2 separate regions of the Gossypium hirsutum genome follow, and region 2 is linked to region 1. Evidence: chromatin contacts called from public Hi-C data. All regions are on one chromosome and are shown on one strand. The core of a region is the stretch at or near the end of the contact, and the rest is flanking DNA. Distances in the headings are between cores, read along the strand shown. Region 1 holds the start of LOC107916214 (alkaline/neutral invertase C, mitochondrial). Region 2 has its middle 17 kb from the start of LOC121222811.

The links. A called contact is a pair of places that touch in the nucleus more often than the background predicts.
Region 2: a contact with region 1 is called in a Hi-C map of leaf, with 2.4 times the contacts expected there. The contact joins the enhancer-like site here to the promoter of LOC107916214 in region 1. A contact is called at or near these places in 4 of 34 Hi-C or Micro-C datasets (leaf and petal).

What each region holds. Positions count from the first base shown.
Region 1 is chrD10:53,580,546-53,587,890 of Gossypium_hirsutum_v2.1, reverse strand. LOC107916214 (alkaline/neutral invertase C, mitochondrial) reads left to right here and starts at 3,065. Exons shown (of 6, transcript XM_016845371.2): 1 at 3,065-4,123; 2 at 4,508-4,673; 3 at 4,836-5,047; 4 at 5,132-5,625; 5 at 5,712-5,760; 6 at 5,877-6,479. The coding sequence starts at 3,326. The coding sequence ends at 6,191.
Region 2 is chrD10:53,686,830-53,694,174 of Gossypium_hirsutum_v2.1, reverse strand. No RefSeq gene overlaps it. Among protein-coding and RNA genes, the nearest start is that of LOC121222811, 17 kb to the left of the region's middle. Within about 2 kb of position 3,489, at least 1 of the 9 cell types and tissues checked has an H3K27ac peak or open chromatin away from gene starts, as enhancers often do. A contact at or near this core is called in leaf, where this site is marked.

The DNA of each region.
Region 1 (7,345 bases), core at 1,816-4,315:
CCCCAATCGCTAGATTGGGCAGACCCGATGACTGGGCTCTCGTCCACCGGTAATCCCAATTGCAGACTGACATCTTCTAGAGTGATAGTGCACTCTCCACATGGAAGATGGAATGTGTGCATCTCGAGTCTCCACCTCTCGATCAACACACTGATTAGTTTCAAGTCCACCTTGCATCCCTGGCCTACCGTCGCCACGTCCCAAAAACTTGCTTCCCGCAGGTAGTTCTCTACCAACGGTGATGGAGGAGCATGCATATTCTAGATATTGCATTCCAATACTCGATCTACAGACTTTTATAACAAATAAAAAAATTAATAATTATCTAAAAGTGCATAAATAAAAAATTCTTAAATAATATTTAAAAATTAAATTTAATACTTGCCATTTTCATTTGTTCCACCGATATGTGATCCTTATCAAGACGAGTCAATTCTCCAGCATTGCTGAAATCGTACAAATTTTTACGGTTTAAAAAAATTTTTAAAAAAATTTTTAAAATTATTTAAAAAAAGGGAGTTAAGAGGAACTTAAGAGAATTTTTTAAGGAAATAGAGAGGAAATTTGAGAGAGGATTAGTTTGTGAAAAAAAAAGGTGGGGGTATTTATAGTTTTTTTTACCATTGGAACACTGTTCACGCGCGGGTCAAGTCGCGGCCACGTCAGCAACTCGCGCTGACGTGAATGTGATTTCCTGGCGCGTCTCCTGACATCGCGCTGACGTGGACGCGATTTTTCGAAAAATGGACCATTCCGATAAATAATTAAATAATAGGCCCATTTCGATAATTTAAAAAAAAAGAGCTTTTTTGGTAAAATGCCCGTGGAAAACCACTCAGCATAGGAGCAGTTGGGTTCCATCAAGTCATAAACAATCCTCATAATTAAACACACAACCCAAAATAAGAAAATGAATTAGTAAAAGAAAATAAATTAAACACATCCCTACTCTGTAGAGAGCCTTTTCCCTTAACCAAAACCAACTGATGAAAGCAAGAAACTAAAACGTCTCCTGCAACCATAAACCCATCAAGAATTTGCCTAAAAAACAATGTAAAACCACAGGAAACCCCTCATTGAGAAACTTTTAGAGTGAAAGATATGATATTCTCCAAAACTCAAGGGCATAATCGTTAGAACCTTCATAGACGCTTCATCAATCTAATATTAAAGTTAAAATTGATAGAATTTATAAATATTAGAAGGTTAAATTTATTATTAAATAATAATAAAAACCCCATTAATGTTACAAAAATGATTTTATATAATTCAATGGCGAAAATAAAATTCAACTACCACGTGTTAAATCAGGTACAAAGACACATACGTAATTTTGTAGCTTCTAAGGAACCTTTTTTGTACACGAATTTATCCACTTGTTGGGGGCTTGTGGGGACCACAAACATTGCACTTTCTTCATTTCTTCCTTCAAAATACTAGAAGAAGATGGGAACCACCGCCGACCAACCTCATCCATTCGTAGTTGCAAATTGTGTTATGACTCTTTTACCCTTTAACAAAAATGGAATTTGCCCAATATTTTTGTGCTTGTCCTGTTCTTTTTTCTTTTCCAGTTTGATATTCGGACAAATCAAATAGTTTAAAATTTTTACATGTTAAACAAAATACCTTTTTTTGAAAATATCAAAATCACTAGCCAATGTAAAGGTTCTTTTTTTTAATCTTTATTCAATAACTTATTTTTTTTATGTAGGTTTAGGGTTAATTCTACCCCACCACACAAACTCAACAATATTGATTGTTATGTTTTTAATTATTTTTATTTTTATATTTATGCATGTAAATATATTTTAATTATATTCATATTATTAATTAAATTTAATAATTATATTTTAATTTTGAATGTAATTATTAAAAAAATTAAATGATTAAGATAAAAGAAAAATTAAAAGTTTGTACCCAATACAAGCTAGTCGAAGGCGCATTTAAAATTTTTTAAAAGTAATCAAAATTGAATTATAATTTTTTTTATACGTCAAATTATTATTTATTAATTTATAAATTAATCATTTTGAAAGGACTAAAATGATTTTTCTATTTTTTGAAGACCAAAGTGTAGATTTACCGTATATTAAATTATAAATTTATTATTTATGGTGGAATAAAAGGTTAAATTTCTATTTTTAGGGCTAAAACCCCTACTTGCCCCATTGAGTTTGCCCTTAAAGTTAGTACAAATTAACCTTGGTTGAAACACATTGAAACAATCAAAACATACCAAAATTCTAATTAGAATGGAATTTAGATTACTTGGAATCGATTTAGGACCATAATGGTAAATATTGCCCGATATTAACTACCATGGCAAGACATCCTTAAATTATGACTTAAATTTTAAAATTTTCTACAATCAAGTTCTTCTTTTAGTTTGGTTGACAACATATAAATTGTTTAAAAAATAGATAATATCATTAAATTTTAAAAGACTTGTTTTTTTTGACATTTAAGCTAATGAAAAGAATAGAGTGACCTCAAAGGTGTACATATATTTATACAGTAGTAGTTACGGAAGAATCAAATTGAGGAAAGATAATATCTCATAATAATATCTTATTAGGAATTAAATTGTTAAAAAATAACATATCCTAACAACTAACGAGGAAATTAATAAAATGATTTAATTGATACTATAAAATTTCAATTAAAATATTTAAAAAATTCAATAAATTCCACCATACAATATGAATAGAATATGCAATTCTTGTAGAAGAAATATGATTTTTTTCAACACGTTGATCATTTACAGAAATTGTTGTACGAAAGATTCCTCTTCTCCACTACGGTCATCCTCAGACAGATAAGTCTCAAAATTTCTACATATTTTTCACGTAAAAGAAATTTCAAACAATGATGATGATGTGTTTTAAAAAATAATAAATAATTAAAAACAAATCTAATCCTTTCAAGGGCTTTATGGTAAATTCGCACCACCAAAACCTGAAGTCTTTCACGTGCAGGGACACAAACAGTAATTACACCCACCTACCTTTTCCCCCCTTTTCCTTTTGCCTATAAATACCAAGCAATGCCTCTGGTTTCAAAATCTCCAAAACTTTGAATCTTTAAGACAAATCTCTCTCTCAATTCTATAATCAAACGTTCAATTGTAAGTATTCGCATCTAGATTTAATTTCCATTTTTAGCTTTCTTTTCTTTGAAGTTTATTATTAAATTATATTCCCAATTTTTTCTTTTATTTCTCTGTTTATTTTTTAAGATTAACAGAGGTTTTGTATATACATCTTGCCATAGAGTACAGAAATTTGATTCTTGAATTTAGTGAAAAGGGGAAAAAGGATTAGTTATGAAGTCTAGCACTTGTATTGGAATATCCAGCATGAAACCTTGTTGTAGATTCCTAATAAGTTATAGAAGCTCTTCTTTTTTTGGGTTTTCTCCCCCCAAAATGAGCCGTTCCGGTATCCGTAATTTGTCGAAATCTCTTTCTAAGGCGGTTGATCGCCGTAGGGTGCACTCATGTAAGCATAGTAAGTCGCAGGTCGTAGGTTATAAGTGTCTTGCTGATCCGAATCGGAGGGCTTTTAGTGTATCCGATTCAAGCTGGGGTCAGTCTAGGGTAGTTAGTGATAGTTTCCGTGTTGATAAAGGTAGATCAAGGGAAGTTTTAGTAATTCCCAGAGTAGCGTCGGATTTTAGGAATCACTCAACATCCGTTGAACATCATGTTAATGAGAAGAATTTCGAGAGGATTTACATTCAAGGTGGGTTGAATGTGAAGCCTTTGGTGATTGAGAGGATTGAGACGGGTGATGGATTAGTTAAAGAGGATAACACTGGAATAAATGCTAGTGAGTCAGATGTAAATACAAATGATGTAGAGGGTTCGAATTTGACCGAACCTAGGATTGAGAGAGAGGTGTCTGAGATTGAGAAAGAGGCATGGAACATACTACGTGGTGCTGTGGTGAACTATTGCGGAAATCCAGTGGGGACCGTAGCCGCTAATGATCCAGCTGACAAGCAGCCGTTGAACTATGATCAGATATTTATCCGTGACTTTGTACCTTCAGCACTTGCCTTTCTGCTAAATGGGGAGGCAGAGATTGTGAAGAATTTTCTTCTTCACACATTGCAGTTACAGGTACTTATGATCTTTATACCTAAACATTGCTTTTACATTTTAATTGGAAAATTAGTGTGCTTTTTTATCAGTGGAAGTCTTTGATAGTACAACTGATTTCAGAATTTGTAGAAACTAAAAAGATGTATTATCAATAATATGCTACATTTAGTCCTTAGAAGAACATGAATTATTATTTGGATGTCGCGGTGATGCCGTAGAACATAAATTTACATTTTTTGCATTTCTTAGAGCAACAGGGGATCTTGTCTTCAGATAACATCGAAGGAGCCTCATGACTTTAACTGGTCTATTAGCTTCTGGTTATTAGGGTGATATATTGTTGGACTCCCGTGTATTTTCTAGGCATTGGTTGTTTGTTGATGATGTTTCTGGTGGTTTCAGAGTTGGGAGAAGACTGTGGACTGCTATAGCCCTGGGCAAGGATTGATGCCAGCAAGTTTCAAAGTTCGAACAGTCCCTCGTGATGGAAGCCCTGAAGCATTTGAAGAGGTTTTGGATCCTGATTTTGGTGAATCAGCCATTGGTCGTGTTGCCCCTGTTGATTCTGGTAGGACAGTGACTTTTAGTCAACGAAGCATTTCTTGATGATTACTTCTTTAATTTCGAATACCGTCAACATATTTTATTGCCGGTGTTAGTTATCTGACTATCATATTATTGTCACTGTTGAGATGGTATTAATTCTCTGATTTTGGTGTTAAAATCACAGGGTTGTGGTGGATTATCTTGTTGAGAGCATATGGGAAGATCACTGGTGACTACTCATTACAAGATAGGGTGGATGTACAAACAGGCATAAGACTGATCCTAAATCTGTGTTTAACTGACGGGTTCGACATGTTTCCTTCACTGTTGGTCACTGATGGCTCCTGTATGATTGATAGACGAATGGGTATTCATGGCCACCCTCTCGAAATACAAGTAAGCTGAATAACTTTTTGTTACATATATATTAAACATTTCACTCATATATTTGTTTAAACCCTAAGAATCCTGATCTTGCAGGCCTTATTCTATTCTGCTCTGCGTTGCTCTCGGGAGATGCTCACCGTGAATGATGCAACAAAGAATTTGGTAGCCGCCATAAACAACCGGCTCAGTGCACTCTCATTTCATATCAGAGAGTATTACTGGGTTGATATAAAGAAAATCAATGAGATATATCGTTACAACACAGAGGAATATTCAACAGATGCCATCAACAAGTTCAATATCTATCCTGATCAGATTCCTTCATGGCTAGTAGATTGGATTCCTGATGAAGGTGGCTACTTTATTGGCAATTTACAGCCTGCTCACATGGATTTTAGGTTTTTCACACTTGGAAATCTTTGGGCCATTGTTTCTTCTTTGGGAACCCCAAAACAGAACAAGGATGTTCTGGATTTGATCGAGGCAAAATGGGATGATCTTGTGGCTAACATGCCTCTTAAGATTATTTACCCCGCTCTGGAGTCTGACGAATGGCGGATCATCACTGGAAGTGACCCAAAGAATACGTGAGGCTCTTTTCGTTACTTATCCATAAACATAGCAAATTGGTGAATACAATAATCCAGATATTGACTTGCGTCTTTGTTTGCAGCCCATGGTCGTATCACAATGGTGGATCGTGGCCAACACTATTGTGGCAGGTAAAAATCATAGTTGATTGAATTACGTGTCTTCCGAAATCTTTTGTAATGCCTGTGACTGTGACATATCCGTATACCTTAGTCGCGTAATAATGAATTGCTTTTCACTATTTCAGTTCACATTGGCCTGTATAAAAATGGGGAAGCCAGAATTGGCACAAAAAGCAGTTGCTTTGGTAGAGGAAAGGCTAGCAGTGGATCAGTGGCCTGAATACTATGACACAAGAAGTGGAAGGTTCATAGGCAAACAATCCCGGCTCTACCAGACATGGACAGTTGCCAGTTTCCTTACCTCAAAGATGCTATTGCAGAATCCGGAGAAGGCATCCCTTTTATTCTGGGAGGAGGACTACGAGCTTCTGGAGACGTGTGTTTGTGGGCTTAGCAAAAATGGTCGAAGGAAGTGTTCACGCCTTGGTCCTAGATCGTAATGACGGTTCATTAATTACTTTGGGTGGGTAGGATGGGATGGGAAATAATAATAAGTTCGGATGGAAGGGTAGTCAAGTGCTGGATGAGACATGGAGGTGACTGACTAATAATTTTAAGTACCAACAACCATCATTCATGTAATGTACTTGTTTGTTGCATCATTCATCGACTCGATGGCTCAATTTTGGGGGAGCCATCAGGTCCTAAGCCTGAATAATTGAACATATGATTCCATTATTTCTTCAGATAACATAAATTGAATCAATGAATTGGTCGTGTTTTAAAAATCTTGTTGGTCAGTAATTATATATAAAAACAATTTTATTTCATAAATAAATTTGATTTAAGGTTTTTGATCTCAAGAATATCATACATTCACAGCTTTTTTTATTTACGGTATTTATAAAAAAATAATGAGAATATCATACAACGGTCTTTCAATTAAAATATTTTTTAATTAGTTAACACCATCTTTACAGGAAATAATGTATAAGATGATTTTTTTTTTCAATTTTTTCCAATGACTATAAGGAAAATTAAAATAAACTTTACATGTGGTAAGACTATAAGCAAATATTGCACTGAGAGTTGATCCGGAAATATTGGATTTCTTAAAACTATCACCCAACCCCACTATAGTTTTGGAATTTTTAGTTGATTTTAGCACAAATGGAAGATTGGGTAGCCAAACCTTCTAATTCTAATTTTAGTGTTTGGTGAATGGAGGTTTGCAAGAACTTGTTGAGCTAAAACCTTCAAAACAAAAAATGTAGGAATAGACAATTTTTTTCACAGTTGATTGGGAACGAGATATGTGGAATGACATATCTGACCATACTTGCTCAAAAATTACTCCTTTTGCCACATGCTCTCAAACCTAATAGGGGTGCCAAGATATTAGTAGCCTTCATTCTTCCATTTTCACTTTCACCTCCGAAGTCTAAAGTATATCTAAAAACAAAAAAGCTTCACCGTGAAAAATTTATATTAATTAAAATATGATACTTGAAAATTTTATTAAAAGTGTGACATAATTATCACTAATTTACATATTAAGAACATGACATAATTATCATTAAGAATGTAATTTACAATTATATTGATACACTATTAATATTTATCAAACCCCACAAGGTTAATATTTACAAATAAG
Region 2 (7,345 bases), core at 2,240-4,739, 110 kb before region 1:
TTATTACTCAAACATATCACAGGATGATGATTTTAATTTATCTTTAAACTTTTTGGAAAATTTTTAAATTTTTAGGAATGATTTTAAGTCATCCCAACGCCTCTAAATTTTGTAGCTATAGATATTACATTGCAATAGATGATACCTGCTTTGAGAGAATTTTGTAAATTACATTTCATTAGCTTCTTATGAAACTTGAACCGGAAAATAAAAATGAGAATGAAACAGGAGCAATGATTCGTTTAAATATAGCCACATGAACCAATGTCTTGCATATTTTGACCATACACATCCACATACAACATTTGCTCATATGTTGGGCTGCCCTAAGTTTTCTGCTTTAGCCCATTAATCAAACCCAACTACTATGACTAAAATAAACTAATTGAATGGAAATATTTAAATAAAAAAAATATAGCTCATAGTTTGAAATCCAAAATTGTATGAATAACTTAGGACCGTCTTTGAATGTCAAAAGCAATTAGGTGTTGCTGCAAATTAGCATTTCAAAGTTAAATAATTACTTCAAGGGTTTGGCAGCCAATAATCATCATCCCAAACACTGTCTAAATGCAATATTGATGCCTGTGGGGTTGACTCCTTTGCCTCAATATCATATATATTGGGGGGTAAAACCTGCTTAGTTGACCTGACTTTTGTACCTTTTACTTGCTTAAATTAATTGGGTCTCATCCTTTGTTTCTGACTCACTCATCACTTTTTTCCTCAAAACTTTTGGCAGAATAGTTGGTGGATTTTTTTTTTTTGTTCATTCCAGTTGAAGTTCATTGTTATCCAGTAGTAATATTTTAATTTTATTTTCCTTCCTTGTTGACATGCAAACGCGAGTGATGTTCATGTTTTTAGTATGTTCTATAATGGCTTAAAAAAAACACATATGGGGCAGTGGCATTTACATTGATGCTATACTTTGGGGGATTAAAATAATGGGAGTTTAGATAACGAGTTGTTTCGTTAGGGTTTTCTTTTACTGTGTAATATGAATAAAATAGTGGCTGGTTGGAATTATAGTTTTATATATAATGTTGGGCTTTAACCAACCAAATGTCTCAAATGCTTAGGACTAAACAACAAAGTGTGTTTGCAGTTTCCACTTTGGAGGGGATGACTAAATGAATTCATATTTCAACAAATATTCCCAATTAAAAAGAAATTTTTGACATCTTGTGAGAAATTTTGTTATGAACGTTGTTGGTGGGAGTTGGAGGTTGCAATTGCATGATGATTGCATACAAATTTGGCTCAAATTTTGGTGGGAAGGTTGAGGTGTTTGAAATTCTAAATTTGAGTTTGAATATTTAGATATGTTTAAATTTATTTTAATCTAGGTTTAGATATATTGTGGTAATTATTATTTTCATTTGTGCATTGTAATCATTGTAATTATAATTTTATTTGTGGAATATATTGATTAACTATAATTGTAGTTACACATATATTGATTGTGATTGTGATTGTAATTGTCGAGTGTGTTCATTTCATAGAAAATAACTTAAAAAAACATATTTTTGCAATTTTTTATATTTGTTTCATGGAAATCAGTTTAGTTAATAGAAAATGACTTATAGATAATAATAATAATAAACCATTTCTTCATAGAAATTTACTTTTCTTTTGAAAAGTGTAAGTCGTTTTCCTGAAAAAAGCAGTAACTTGATTTTTTAATAAAAATTAACTTGAATTAAGCCTATTTTTTAATTAATAATAAAATTTTCATTTTAATTTGTAAAAATATTTAAAAATTGATATAAAATATTATAATTTCTGATATTTTTTAATACAATATTAAGGGTACGTGTAACACAGTTGAACCCGTTCCAAACAGATGTCTAACAAGAGTTTTAACCATCAATCCGTACACTTTTATTTTAATAATATTCGTAATATTTTATTAAAAAATAATTATAATAATATTTATTATTAAATTATAAATTATAATTTATAATTTTTTATAGTATAAAATATGAATATTTTAATAATATAAATATAAATATTTGTTTAAATCATAGTTAACTTCATTTTCTAATCCAACCCCATATGTCACAATTCACTTTCATATATGTAATATATGTAACTTCAAATTCAGTTTTAATTAGGCATTACTTATTATTAACTTTATATAATATATTAATTATTATAAAACATTTATATTATTGTAAAATAAATTTCAATTGACAAAGGAAACACTTGTATAGTAATTTTTTAATAAATATAATTTATATTACTTTTTCCCCAAAAAACAACTTTAAAAAATGATTTCAAGAAAGCTTACTAAATAAGAAAAACATTTTGAGCAAAATCATCCAAACATTTTTAAGAAAGTTGTTTTGAATGAAACAAATATAACCGTAATTTAAAAAAATTGACTGGAATGATCAATAAATATTTAGTGCAATGGTAAAGTACATGACACTTCTATTGAACCATGAAAACGATATCACTAGAAAAGAGAATCACAAACCTTCTCTACATACTCGTATAATGGGATATAAATGATACTTTAATCTAAAATAAACATAAAACATATAATTTAATTGAAATAAAAAGGCAATAACATTGCCATATCAATTACAATACGCAAACATGGTGCATATCAGCTCTAGTAGATAGAAATGACACGCACCAAATTTGTTACAAAATAGCATTTGTTTATATTAAAGGAAGATCAATTGTGAAATGAAAAAGAAAAAGAATCAACATTTTGTTTTCGGTTTCAGAACTCAGTTGACTATAGAGTTCAACACTTCAACTTAATATCAAACTTTTAAACCAAACTGAGGAAGGTTTAGTGTACAAAGATGTCAAAATGATTATGGAATTTTACTTTCCCAAACCATCAAAAATCAAATGAAGTTAGTGGATATCTTGTAACATTTGTTGAAACAACTCAATTAATTATTACTATCAATCAAATGTAACATCATCAATGACTAAATTATAATCTAACTTGGAATCGAGGGAGAAATAAAAAGTGATTAATTACGAATTAGTTGAAAATTGTTGACCTACATAAAATTTGAAGTTAAAAGATTAATTAAAATATGTCATTAGTTTTTATATTTAAAAATTTTAAAAATTTTATTTTTTCGATTTAAAAATTCTAAGTTACTCATTATCGTTATTCGTGTTTTTCGTTAAATTTTATCAACTTTACATATTGATTATGCTATCCGCATCATAATGTGGCATATGACTGTTAAAAAAATACTAATGGGTTAAAGATTAAACTATGATTTTTAAATTACAAAACTAAAAATATTTTTAATTCTAACTTTTTTAAATATGGGGACTAAATCTCAAACCGAGTACAAAGATTAATGACATATTTTGACCTAAAAAAAATCAAATTGCAGGTCGTTTTCCAGCAGCTTGGAGTTGAAAATAGAGGAGCCATTAAATGTGGACTATGTGGGGGTACTTGAGTTCCATCGTTTCTTAGCCATATCGCTAACCTTAGTCCATGCCCTAAACATCACAATCTTGAAGTTGCCTTTCATTTCTTCTTTTGTATGCTATATGCAGATAGTTACTGTAGTTACATCTCCATTATAAATCGTATGTCAACGTCATCCACCTTTTATAATCATACAAGTAAAGTATTATATCCTTTTTAGTTTTAAAATTGGATTATAATATTACCCCATGATAGGTCTCCTCTTAGACATATGTCCTAAATGACCCAATGAAAATGAATGATCATTTCAATGGTGATATATTGTGGTCAATTTTCCACATGAAGACTTACCTTTATACTTTATGGACGGTTAACTAATAGATTCTCATATCTTGACTCACTTCTTTGAAACTTATTTGATTAGGGTTAAATGATGGTTTTTATCTCTTCACTACATTTTTTAGAATATATATTTTTAAGGGATTACAACCTAAAATAAAATCAATACAAAATGTATTGGATAAAAAATAGGAAAAAATTCATACATCGCATATATAAATAATATGACTCAAGATCCATACATGACAAATGTATATAGTAAGACTCGAAATTTTGAATTTAATTATTCGCACCAATAAAAGAATCTTATGCCAATATCGTTAATTGTTTGGTTTGAAATTTTTAAATAAAATTATAAATCAAGTATAATTTAAAAAGTAAAATTAATTATAATTGTGTTTTATATTTCAAATCACAACTCATAAACTAAATGTATAAATTGAATACTAGTATAGGAATTTGGCCAATGGAATGATAAAGGAAATCCAATAAGGAGAAAACATGTCGTTGTTAACTTGTACTTTGCCTACTCATAAAAATGGGGGAGGGATTAACTGTAAAGAGAAAGAAGTGTGTAGTCTCCACCTAGCTTCACATAATTGGATCTCTTCTCCAAATCTAAGTAAAGAAAATTGTTAGATTTGGGATGATCAAATGAAATGAACCCCATCCCCTCTTCAAAGGTCACACCTACCCCTAAAAGTGGGGATTTGGTCCCCACTGTAACAATGTCTTAATGATACCCACACGTGTATGAACACCGCCACCGTCGACATAACACGTGGTGCCGCCACTTCATCCACCGTATCTGATCTCCCCCACCTGCAACAGTGTGAAACATCCCCTATACATAATTATTGATGACCACCCGCTGCTTTTAAGTCTTTAATTAGCTTAAACCTCGATGTTTCATTTATATGGAAAAAAATTATTGTAGAGTTAGAAACCAACATAGTTACGTAATACTTAAAATAAAAAATGGGAAACACTGTATGGGGAACAAAGACGTTTTAGAATAGTGTTTAATATTGTTAAAATTGCTTAAAGCCATTTTATTAATGCAGGCGTGCATCGATGAGACGAGACATTGGTGCTCGTCTTTTTCTTTGCTGCTTTGGCGGCTTTTTTAGTTCCATTAATCTTTAGCTCAAAAAGATAATGAAAGCATGCACCCCTCACATCATTTTCTATTCTATTACCTACGATTTGTTTAATGCCTTGTTTATCACCTTCATTTACCCTTTCTTTTCCCACGAGATATGTGTGTTCCATTGCAGTTTATATTCTTTTTAGAAAAACCCCATTATATATTTAATCTCTATGTTGTTGATTATATACATACTAGGTGAGAGGAAGTTCTCTTACTCTAACCTCACAACATATCATCAATTTATATAGGAGGTTAAGATCTCTGGCATTTTTCTTTTGGTTAATTAGAATGTTAGAGAAACTCAAACCCCAAAATTTATTAGAGCTAATGATTACTCAACCAATTGAAATGAACTTTATCAAATAAAGTTTAAGTGAGGGGAGGTTAAATTCTAGTTTAAAACCAACTCATACTATTAATTTCATAAGAGTTGAGAGTAGTACCTATAGATTACTCACCAAATTAGATTATTAGTGGAATTCGAACTCTTATGATTATCAAAATGCTAATGAATACTCAACTAAATAAATTGAAAATGGTTGTTGATAGCTTTAGCTACAATTGTGTTCTTTAATGGCAAACAAACTGGAAAGTAATTTAATTATATACATAACAACATTTTTCAACTATATATGGCTGCTTTCTAGATAGCTATAGTTATGCAAGATTGGGTTTTCTCCTTCACTTAAGGGTCTCTCAACTTGTATACTTAATTAGCTAATATAATTATCTCTGTGATATAGATATTAATATGGTTAGGGATCCATTTTCTGAAACTTTTATGCCATTATATCTAACTATATTTTTCGACGACCAGCCTCCAAATTTTCCTACTGATTTAATTGCTGATTTGTACATCTGTTATCAAAGATACAATGGATCGATATAAATTTCAAAGCCTTAATTTTCAATCTTTTATTGGAAAAGTTGTACCATCATCCAAAAATAATAATTATTAGACTTTATATTTTGCATAAATTGTAGATTTAGTATCTATACTTTAATTTGATCATTTTCATTCCCTGTACTTTTAGAATTTGAAAATTTTAGTCTAAATCAAATGATAATTATTAAATGCATTAAGTTAAGTTGTGTTGTTTTTAAAATTTAATGTGTCAAACATATTATCACATGTATAATGCTATGTATGTTTGTTATTTTCACATATTATTAAAAAAAATCAGTTAATAGATTTTCTGACTGTCGTTTGTATTAAGATTAAAATTTTGAAATTCAAAAAATATATTCACTAAAAATGATTCAATTGGTGGACATGAACTAATTCTATAATTTTATGTATAATACAAGGCTAATGACACAATTTATCCAAATAGATTTAACTATTATCATTGAGTCAAGACTAAAATTTTAAAATTAGAAAGATATAAAAATTAAAATTAATTAAATTAAAGTGCGAAGTCTGAATTTGAAAAAAAATTTATTATACCTGACACATACTATACTTCTTGTGGGAAAACATACATACGCATGCCTCAAAAGAGTCAAAGAATTTGAGAGAATTAAGGGGGAAAAACACAAGTTTGGGTCAAATTAAGACGCTTTAGATTGTGAACTGAGAATAATTAAAAATATATATAATTGGTGAACAATTTTAAAAAATAAAATCATATTTAATGGTAAATAACAATAATGCTAGATTAATTATTTACTGTTGATGGACATGTATTGTCAGCTCAAGCAGAAAAGCCGGGCTAGCTTTTTGACGAAAAAGACCAAGAAACCATGCTTGTCACTCTCAGCAACTCATAGTTTTTCTTCCTCTTGTAATTATTTAATTTTCTTCTTAGTTTCACTATTATCAACCTTCCATGACATTGGCAAATTATTAGTTTATGTAGCAACAAATTGATATGTATATCAAAGCTATGTTTGACAGTTTAGATTTTGATATCCTTAACATTCCCCCCGCTTGATACTTTCAACTCTAATCTCATAGTAGACTTTAGGATCTTGAACTTCAAATTGTAGGTCTGCTCTATGCATTTGAAAATGTAAATTTTGTCAGCTAATTAGTAACATTTTCATCAAGTTAATGTAGTATATTATAAATATTTCTGTACTAAAATTCGGATTGTATTTTGATTCTTTTATTTAAAAAATGAATAAATTAGTCCATATTCATTAGATGAAAGAGTAAATTAGTCTTTCTATTAAAAATTTTATCTATTTCTACTGTTAAAAACTTATCCATGTACATAAGTATAAGGTATACGTAACATGTATTCCATCAACCGTGTGAGGTTTTAACAATACAAATAAATAAAATTTTTAATAGAAATGACTAGTTTTCTCTTAATTTAATGTACAAAAACTAATTTATTCATTTTTAATACAAAGAGCAAAATGCAATTTAACTCCTAATACATTATCCTTAATAATAATTTTACCTCTATATACGCTTATAAGATATTGTATGGAGT